Regions from separate parts of the Anser cygnoides genome. Here region 2 is linked to region 1. A link is a contact called in public Hi-C data. All regions are on one chromosome and are shown on one strand. The core of a region is the stretch at or near the end of the contact, and the rest is flanking DNA. Distances in the headings are between cores, read along the strand shown.

Region 1 (5,000 bases), core at 852-3,351:
CCCCTTTTTCCTGCTGGTTTCAGCCCCTTCACGGGTCGGGGGGGGGCCCTTTCCATTTCATCCCGGGTGGGTGGGGGGTATTTAAAAGCCGGGGCATGCAGCCCGCCAGGTCGCCGGGGGGGAAGGTTTGGGCTGAGCAGGATTTTATTCCCCACCTCTCCCGCCCGCCCCCCCCCCCCCCCACTTGGATGGCTCAAGGTGAGGGCTGCTGGAAATGTCACGTTAAGCTGATGTTGCTCGGAGCGGGGGGGGTGGTGGTGGTGTGTGTTTGTGGAGCCGGGGTGCTCCGTCGGGGCTGGCAAAAGCGAAGCAAAACAAAACAAACAAACAAAACAAACCCCAAAAATGAGAAGAAAAAAAAGAGCAGGCAGCGGCTGGGGGCTTGGGGCCGCATCCCCACGCAGCAGGAGCTCGTTTGCCACCCGGGAGGGTCGGGGCGGGGGGGGGAAGAGAGGCGCTGCCCCCCCGTCGGGGCGGTGAAGCCACCCCACAGCCTCCCGGCTCAACTTTCTCCTCTCCGCCGAGCCCTGGCCTTGGAGCCAGCGCAGGGGCACCTCTCGGTGCCATAGGACCCCCCCCAAACCCCAGGTCGGTGCCATTTATTTGGGGGTCAGGAACCTCTATTTTTTTTTTTTTCCTTTTTTTTTTTCTCCGCTCCCCTGGTACTTGCCCCCCAAAAATTCCTGCAAAGGGAGGGCGGTTAAGGTGCTTGGGGGAGATTTTTCTGTCAGGAGATGAAATTCACTGCGGATTCAGAGCCCCCCCTCCGGCCCAGGTATCAGGTAGCCGCTTTTGCAGGGCACGCTTGGTTTTTAGGTGCTGGGGGCTCAGCCTGCTGGATTTCCCCCCCTCCCTTCCACGGGCCTAACACTGACCTCCCCCTCCCCATGCCCTAGCAAGAAATCCGTGTACCGCAGGTGTAACTCTGCCTTGCAAATGGCTTTATCTCCTGTGTATCTTATTTGTATATAGTAACGTTAATGAGTAACTCTTGTGGCGCTTGTGGATGGAGGTAAACAGCGAGCAATCTCTCTGGATTATCCTGTCTATTACTCACCTGGCGCCTGTCTTGATATCCTCAATGGTTTTATGGCTGATGCAGGCGACCCGGCGCTGGGGGGGGGGCCGGGAGGCGGCGGGGGGGGTCCGGCGGGGCGGCGGCGCCACCTCTCGGGCAGTGCGGGCAGAGCGGGGCGGCCCCCGGGGGGGCGCAGGGCTTGGGATGGGGGGGGGACACCCAGCGGGACGGGGGGGCTCCGAGAGGGGGGAAAACGGGGGGGGGGGGTGGCACAGGTGCCCCCCCCATTCCCCGGGGGGGGCAGAGCTCGCTGCTGGTTTTCCTGGGAACGGAGCCGGCTTTCACCCCGGGGTGTTTTGGCCGCCGGTGCAAAGTCTCTGGGAAAGCGGGGATGGGGCAGTGGGGAGGGGGCGCACGGGGGGGGCAGGGGATGGGGACACGACCCAAAGGGACCGGTGCTGCCCGGGGAGGGGCACGGGAGCCACCTCCGCGGGGCCCGACGGGGCGGCCGCTCCGCCGCCGTCCTGCCTGGCCCAAGCTCCGCTATTAGTTAATTATTGATTGATTACAAGCGCAAATTTATTCCCCCCCCCCCCCCCCCCCCCCCGGCCCTTTCCTCGCCTCCCGGCCGCGGTGCACGGCGCGCTCCGGCCCCCTCGCTCCTGCCCTCTGCAAACACCGGGAGGGAGGCAGGGAGGCGGGTTGTTGGTTTTGGCCTCGACAGCTTCCAGGAATATGAAATATTGAAGCCCTTCGGTCGATCCCCTGTACCCTGGCCGCCCTTTTTTTTTTTTTTTTTGGCCTTTCATGTCCTGCCTGGGGGGGTCCCGCGGCGGACGGCTCCCCCCCCCCCGCCCCCCGCCGTCGTGCGGGCTCGCAGCACGCCAGGCCTCGCAGATCAAAGCGGCTCCTCCGTCCTCCGCACGAGGGGAAGAGAAAAAGGTTTTTCCTTCTTTTCAACGATTGTTCGTAAAAAAAAAAAAAGTCTTGGAAGCGGGGACCAGAACCCGCCTCCGCCCTCGCCCCGGGCTGCGGGGTTGCACCGGGAAGCGCATTTAGGAAGGCAGGGAGAGGGCTCGGGAGAAGGGAAGGAGGAAAAAAAATAAAAAAGATGGGAAGAAAAAGGGGAAAAAAATAGAGTTGCTTAAAATAGAGCAGCCGTGTGTGTACGGAGCGCACCCGAGCCGGGGGGGGCTGCGTGTCCCGGGTGGGAGCCCACCGACGGCCGCCCCGTGGGGTGCGGGGTGCGTGGGGCTGGGGGCGGGCAGGGCAGGGGCAGGGCGACCCCCCGGGGGTCCGCAGCTGGGTTTTTACTCCGGGGCTCGGGGTGGCCGTGGGAGAGGCTGCAAGAAGCGCTCAGCTCCGCTCCCGAGCGGCCCTGGCTGCCTAGGGACGGACGGACGGACGGACGGACGGGCCGTTTGCTGTCCCGGGGAGGGGAAGATGCTCTTATGGGGCGATTGCTTATTGGGGCGCTGCTGCTTGACACCACGGACCGGGCACCCTGGGGGCACCGGGGGCACGACGGATCCGTGCAGCAGGCGCCGCGACGGCGGGGCTGGGGCGAACCGGAGCGGGGAAATCCGAATTTCCCTTCTCCGGCGTCTTGCCAGGAGCCCCCCCGAGCCCCCTTCCACCCCGCACACGGCAGCAGCCCCGCAGAGGGACATTCCAGCCCGTGGCGCTGGGGGCTGGCATCGCCTTATCTCCCTGACCCGCCGACCTCTCCGTGCAGCCAGACCCTTTTCCATCTCCCGAGCTTTTAAAGAGCGCCCCTTTACACCTGAAGCTTTTTGACTCCGGGCATAGAGAAAAGCCAACAGCTCGCAGGGAGGCAGCTCTGGAGGATGATGCATGCTTTGGGGGGTTTTGTTGTGTTGTTTTTTTTTTTTTCCTTCTTTTTTTTCCTTTTTCTTTTTTTCCTTTTTTTTTTTTTTCCAGCCCATAACTTCCCACGTGCTTTCTCCCAAACCCCGCATTATTCGGGAACAATTAAGGCGTGTAAAAACACGGCGAGGCGAAGCCCTCAGCCTGAAGTGGCCGTTCAAGGCACTTTTGCAACTCGTGGCTCCAGCTCCTCGCCACGCCGCGGGGTCGGAGCGGGGCCCCCACGGCACCGCCGCTCCTCCTCGGCGAGCTCAGCCCGCAACTCGCCGGGCAGGCACCACCTTCGGCTTTTCCCATTCCTAGCACTTATTTTTCACGATTTGAAGATTTTGGAGAAAATGATCATTTTTTATTTTTCCGCTCTCGGCCGAAAAGGAGCTCGCCGCATCTAACCGGGGCTGTAATTCCTGCTGAAGCTCACGTTTTTCTCACTAGATTTAGCTTCCATCACTCCCCCAGATAAAGCCCTTTCCAGAGAAAGACCCTATTCAACACATTAAAAAAAAAGTCAGCAACAAACAAATGATCGTGAGCGGGCTGGGCTGTGCCGAGCCTCGCCGGGCTCTAACGCAGCCGGGGAGTCCCCGACCCCAGGGGCACCCGGCCCCCCCCTCGGGGGCAGCCCCCCTCTTTTCTCCTTTCCGAAGTCCTTTCAAAACTTTATTTCTTTGCAAGCCGCCAAAGCACCGCTGGCAAATACAGTAAAATAAAGTTACCGGTGAAATTAGCCCGAGAGAAAAATAACAAAAATAAAAATAAACAGTGGTGCCTTTTCCCCTCGACCTGCTCCATCCAGGGAAGCCCGGGGGGGGTCCCACCGCTTTGGCTTGAGGGGTCGGGGAAATTGCGGAGCCTTTCTTGGGGAAGAGGTGCAGGAGAAGGAGGGAGCTGGAAACTTTTGTGCAAAACGTTGAGCCACGTTTCTGTTCGCTCCCGGGGAAGGGGCTCGGAGCGGCCCCGGCCCAGCAGCCCCCGCATCTCCCCCGCAGCTGCTCGCTCGCCCCCGGCGCTGCGGCATCGCCACCGCTTCTGGCCGGGGCTCGTTCCCTTCTGCCGCGCAGCATCGCCTAGCCGCTCGGGCACTGCTTTCCGACGGGTTTCTTTAAAAAAAAGATTATTTTTAAGCGCTCCCTTGTTGTCAATTCAGGCCCTTTCCCGCGGATTTTGAAGGGATTTTTTTTTTTTTTTTTCAAATTCGCCTGCTCTCCCGAGCCCTATTCTAGCCGGCTTCCATTTCTCCCAAGCCTGAGCTAAAAAACAAAGAGAAAGAGAGGGGGAAAAAAAAAAGAAAAAGAAAAAGAACAACAACAAGCAAACAAACAAGAACCCACCCCAAACCTTACATATAGATGTAAGGCAGGTCAGGAGGCTCCCCCGCTTCGCTTGCTGCAGCGGGTGGGGGCAGGGGCTACCCCTAGGAAAAGTGAAAAGCTTGTTTTAATGGGCGGTCATTGCTAAATCTCACCTTAGGGCCAAAACGACTCGCGACCCATTGCCCTCCTTACGATGTATTTATTTGTCTCAGTGGCACCAGCCGTCAGTCATTAGGGGGGGGGGGGTTAACCCGAGAGCCGCACGACGGTGCTGGCGGTGGTCTTGTGACTCTTTGGTTTGTTTTAAATATGATTTCTCAACAGGAACCCGGCCAGAGGCGAAGCAATGACCTGTCCCGGTGGGGAACCCGGGTGAAACACGGGGGGACACGCGTGGGAGCGCAGCGAGAGACGAGGACCCCCACCAAAAAAAACAGCGGCGGTTCTTTTTTTTTTTTTTTTTTTTTTTTTTTTTTTTGAGAAAATGGGCTTTGCTTTGCACCCCGAAGGGTTTGCTCCGGGAGAAAGCTGCGTCTCGGGCCAGTAGACACTTTGTTGAGTGAACCTGGCGATTTTTGCCTTTTTTTTTTTTAAGCAATTACGAAGGGAAAAAATAAATATAAAGAAAAATAAATATAAAGAAACACAACTGCAGGAGCAGGACCGCCGTGAGCAGAACGAGCTGCCCCGGAGCGGAGCGTGGAGGGGACCGGCCGGAGGCACCCGGACAGCCCCCCGGGGGGGGTTTGTGTGCTACCCCCAGCCCGGGGCACAGCTCCGGA
Region 2 (5,000 bases), core at 1,839-4,338, 120 kb before region 1:
CTTGCTGTCTGTGGTCTGAGCAGAGCCAGCACTCCAAAGCAGGGGGGTGCTGAGCTTTGGGGTGCTCCAGCCAAGGAGAAAACCTTGACACCAACCTTCCCCACGGCCCGAGCTCATCCTCCAGGGCAGCAACACAGGCTATGTCCAGGCTGGGCGCCAGCAGGCAGTCTGTGTGCAGGCTGCTTTTCTACAGTAAGGTTGCTGGTAGTTTTTATGATACAAAGCAGCACAAGTATACTGGAGTACACCCAAGCACTTGAAAAAACGTGGCATCAAATCACCACAGTAGTCAAAAAGGCTTTGAAAGGAACTATTTTGGTGCCAAGGTAGGGGAAGGACATCCCTGAACAAGTGCATATCAAAGAGAGGTCGAACGACTGCCTCGGGCTCCTTTCTCTGAGCCTGTAATTTTCACAAGGACTCCTACCATTCCCCTGCTCTTAGTGGGTGTTGAATCCCGAGTTGCATGGTTGCACTAGTGAAGGAGGGAAGTTACAGTGCATCGGTGCTCTCTGCACTTCTGTTTAAATGCAGGTTTCTCAGAAGCCAATGCAAGGAAGGAGGGGCCATCACCTGGAAAACAAGCTGAAATGAAGGCTATTTTGCTGGAAATGTTTATACATTCTTTTTGAAAAACACAGAGTATTGATAGTGCAGCACAGAGTTCAGCTTGTGCAATCAGGAGTGTGTCTCTAAGTGTCGGTTTGTGTGTGTTTGCAAGGTAATGTCTTTCCCTGAAAGTAAACTTTGGAAAACAGCTGCCAGCAGGTGAATTCGCCTGGTAGAATCTCCCCAAATATCCCGATCCATTGGCACCGAGTCACCGAGAGCAGCAGTGATGAGCCCCAGTGCCTGTAAATTTTTGCCTTGGTTTCCTGGACAGAATTATATAGGCAGATGCGTCAGTGTGTGTGTGTGTGTAATAAATCCAACTAAGACCCACTGGCTGCAGACACGGTCTGACAGCGTGGCGCGTGTGCTCTGGATCTGGCAGTCTGGCAAGTGCCAAAGAGTGGATCTGCTCAGTGGTCATTGTGGTGTTTCCAGATACCTCAGTGCTTTGTTAGAGCTGCTGCATAAACCAATGTCCTGATACCCCCTTTCTTTGCTGAGATTGATTTTTCTCTCTGGGAAAAAAAAAAAAAAAAAAAGGACATGTGCAAGGACATCTGTGGTGTGGTGGCCTTAATTAAACTCCCAATCCAGAGCTGGAGGAATATCAGAAAGAGGCCAGGGCAATGTCCAGCATTTGATAGTAGAATTTTAATCAGATGATCCCAGGAACCTGTGATGAGAGTCTTTGGCTTGTCTTTTTCATAGTACCATAACACCAGTGAGAAAAGCAAAATGTGCTGCTGGTAAATTATGTCCTGGTGAACATCTGCAGGATGCTCACAGAGAAGTAACACAGAGGCAGCACCACTCCTCTGCCTCTGTGCCAGTTCTGTGGTCTTTGATGCAAAATAAATGCAATTCAAGGAATCAGGAAAGTAAATTGGCCTGAAATTAACACGGTTGTGATCTCACTACTCCCAGCGAGTCATACAGTTTTTCTGCCCTGATCTTGCTGTATGTTGCTTTTCTCTACTATAGTCTCCACTGCCCCTTCTTAAATGTTGGGAATAACGCATTTCTTATTTTATATGCCCTCAAAATCACGTGTGCTCCCATGTTCTGCCAGTAAACAGCAAACTTCACTGTCCCTGCGGTCCTGGAAATCTCTTCAAATGAAAGATTTTCATATGAAAATTCCTCTGTAATTTACCGTGCTTATGAAAAAAATGGAAACGCCTAAAGTCAACAAAACAGCTAGCAACTTGGGTGGCCGGGGGTAGCAGGTGGGGGTGCCACGGTAAAACAAACCCCAGCTTAATTACAGAAGCCTCTGTCAAAAAGGTTTTCTTTCTTTCTCGTGCACGTATGTACGTGCATGTACTTATCTCTGGCAAATAGACTTTTCTTAAGGAGCAGGGTGAGCTGCAGCACATGAGTTATTCCTGTTGCTCAAACTATTTTGCTGACTCAGTCCTAGGAATCCTTGCACGAGCGATGCCGAACTGCACTCCATTGTTTTTGATTTGGTTGCTGCTTGGTACAAAAAAAAATCTGTTCTGGTGCTTTCCCAGCAGAGAGCTGAGAAGCCGAGCCCCAGCTTGGTGGCTGCTGCTGTGTTTGCTTTATTTCGTGGTCAGTGCACCTGCTTGTAAGGCAGGCACCTTGGGAAGTGCTCCCTGCGTGAGCCTCCTCTGATGAGCAGGAGTAATGCAACTGAGTCAACGGCATCATCCAAATTCCAAAGTGTGGGTGGAAGAAAAGAATCGCCCTTTGTTGCCGAACCGAAAATCCTGAAGCTTTCTTCGCTGTGTAATTCGTCGGTGTCAGCAGATTCTGGGTGTTTTACTGCCAGCAGTCAGCTGAACTTCCTTAAAGTTGCAACATCAGGAGGGTTAATTATGTACAAAGCGTTGGCCAGGGCTGAGGTCTGGCATGTGCGGACCCAGCTGTGCTGGAGAGATGATCCAGAGGTGATTGTCATGGCCAAGGCTTGCACGTTCCCGGGGACGCGGGGCCAGCTGCGATCCTAGCACCAGCTCGAGGAAGGCAGGGAGAGCAGGCAGGTTCTGGGAACAGCTTTCCTTCCTGCCAGAGGTCCTGCTTCAAAGGAACCCAGGTCGTGTGTAGGGGATTGCTGCTCCCAGGAACAGAGCTGGAACCCTTGGGGGTTTAATCTGGCTCCTTTTCAGCACCGTGCTAGGGTTGAAAATGCCATTTTCAGGTATAGAAATTTTCTTTAAAAAAAAAAAAAAAAAGTTGCAGGGAAAATAAAGTTCATAATTAGTTTGTGTGTGAATGGGTGGTGCTTTACAACTGTAGGACTCCTGTAGTGGATAACAGATGGGTGGTATTTCAGCCAGAGGAGGCAGAGATTTCTCTCTGAGGCATGGAGAGGGCTTGGTTTGGAGGCCAGCCTCCCTCAGGACTGCGGCACTTGGCTTGCCAGGTCCTCCCGAGGGACAGCAGTCTCTTGTGCTCCTTCCAAGCTACCTCCAGCTCTGCCTCCCCTTCCAGCAGCACTTAAAATACAGTTTGTGGATTTCCCAATATTTGTAACCTCGTCAGTCAGGGCTTATCTCCCGGATAAATAAAAGGACACAAAACACACACGTGCCTTATCTGAGAGCTAACAGAGCGCTCTCCTTGCCTCGCTGAAGGCGAAGACGTGGGAAGCGTTCTGTCAACAATGCAAACAATGCAATTAAAATACGTATCGATTCCCTTTTCACTTGCGCTGGTTTCTTGTCACCTTGCTACCAAACCCAGTTTTGACAGCCGGCTTAGCCAGGAGGAAGGAGTCGGGCCTGAAGGTGCTGATTTTCTCCCTTTACTTCCTTTGCCTGGCAGCTGGCAATACCAGAGGTACTGCCCCTTGCTGTCCTCCTAACAGATTTCAGTTTGAGTTCTTTTGCCTGAGCAGCAGAATATTGTTCTCCCTTGCCTAACGAAGGGCGCTCCAGTGTCCCTACTTTTTTTTTAATCCAAATTTTATTTAATTATGACACAACTCACTAACAGCAGCAGCAGACCGAAGGATGCCTTAAATGCTTGGCTGTCCTTTTGCTGCCGCGGGTCAGGTATCAGCCAAGCGTCAATGTTGCCAAAGAGGGGAGGGGATGGGGCTTAAATACATGTTTAAAGCAACTTTTTTTCCCCCTTTTTTGGCAAAACGCCTATTTTCCTGTGTGCTACTTCACTGAGTCCTCTACCCACCATTTCCCCTGACGGAAACACCCAAGAAGGGTCTGTGCTGTACCAGGGGTGACTACGGCAGTAGTAGCTTGGTTCAGCTCCTGCCTTCGATACGTGCAGTGCGCCCGCCTTGTGTCCTCCCTGCTCTGAAGTAAATGGCTGGTTAATCTCCGTTCCATGGAAAGGGGAAAAAAAAAAAAAAGTCAGAACATGCTTGTCCCCTGAGAAGGGCTTTTTAATTGCTCTAGCTTGACACTCCAACTTAGTGTCCTCATGGCCACTGATTGATTTCAATTAACATTCCCATGCTCCAGGCACTATAAATAACCCTTGTCTGGCCGGCTGCTTCTCCACTGCCAGCTCAACCTTTCTCCTTTAGCTGCTGCTGCTGCTCATCTTGCTTCTTGGCTTGGCCTCAGGCTCAGTCTATAATTCTTTCCAAACTTCCCTGTATAAAATAATCATGTACATGAAGTAAAACAGGAGTCTCATATACACACTTAATAACTCTTGTGTACTGTATGAGTGGGAATTCCACTTTATAACCCCCAGAGCTTTCAAATGGTTCTCATTTTCGGCAGCATTCCTCCTGTGAGATCTAAAACTTCCCATTTTATCCCAAGCCGTTTCTTTTCCCTTTCAACCTTTTATTTCGCCTCTAGATTTCGGGGGACAGACGGCTGCTTTCCTTTCGTCTGTGGTTTCAGCAGCGAGGCGTCGGGGAGCTGATAGCGCTGCCGGTCGGCTCTTCAGCCAAATGTCAGGGCTCTCCTCACAGTGCCACATTTTCTGAATTAAAGATTTCGCCTTGCCTGTGATTCAGAGCAAAAGGCTGTGAGTCAAGATTTAAATTAAGCTGATAAGATAAGCTTTACGGGACCTATAGCTAATGTTCTACATGTGTTGGTCTGTCTGCCTACCTGTTATCTCTTTCCCAGTGAAAAGGAGAAAGAAGAAAGAGAATATCGTATGTATTCAGACACATAGCGTATGTGACAGATAGATAACATCTGTATGTACCTGGATGCAGGAGCAAGACTGATAGGCAGATAAGTACGAGGTAGCAAGCCACAGATTTGTAAGGCCAGAAGGGACAGTTACATCAAAGGCGTGCAGGACTGGAGGGTTTGAATTGGAAGGTTTTTTTGTTATTTTGATGACGTTTGGAAAGCCGAGGGAAAATAGACACCTCTTTGATAAAATGCACGTGTACTTCTCTCCTTTGCTGCCAGCTGGGTTTTGATTGAAGTTTC

The links. A called contact is a pair of places that touch in the nucleus more often than the background predicts.
Region 2: a Hi-C map of liver shows a contact between it and region 1, with 17 times the contacts expected there. The contact joins two enhancer-like sites. A contact is called at or near these places in 2 of 7 Hi-C or Micro-C datasets (both in liver).

The regions. Positions count from the first base shown.
Region 1 is chr17:12,621,627-12,626,626 of Taihu_goose_T2T_genome, reverse strand. No RefSeq gene overlaps it. Among named protein-coding and RNA genes, the nearest start is that of TBX5, 5.8 kb to the right of the region's middle. Within about 2 kb of position 2,101, at least 2 of the 3 cell types and tissues checked have open chromatin away from gene starts, as enhancers often do. A contact at or near this core is called in liver, where this site is marked.
Region 2 is chr17:12,745,904-12,750,903 of Taihu_goose_T2T_genome, reverse strand. All of the region lies in intron 14 of LOC106031380 (a long non-coding RNA gene), which reads left to right. Among named protein-coding and RNA genes, the nearest start is that of TBX3, 110 kb to the right of the region's middle. Within about 2 kb of position 3,088, at least 2 of the 3 cell types and tissues checked have open chromatin away from gene starts, as enhancers often do. A contact at or near this core is called in liver, where this site is marked.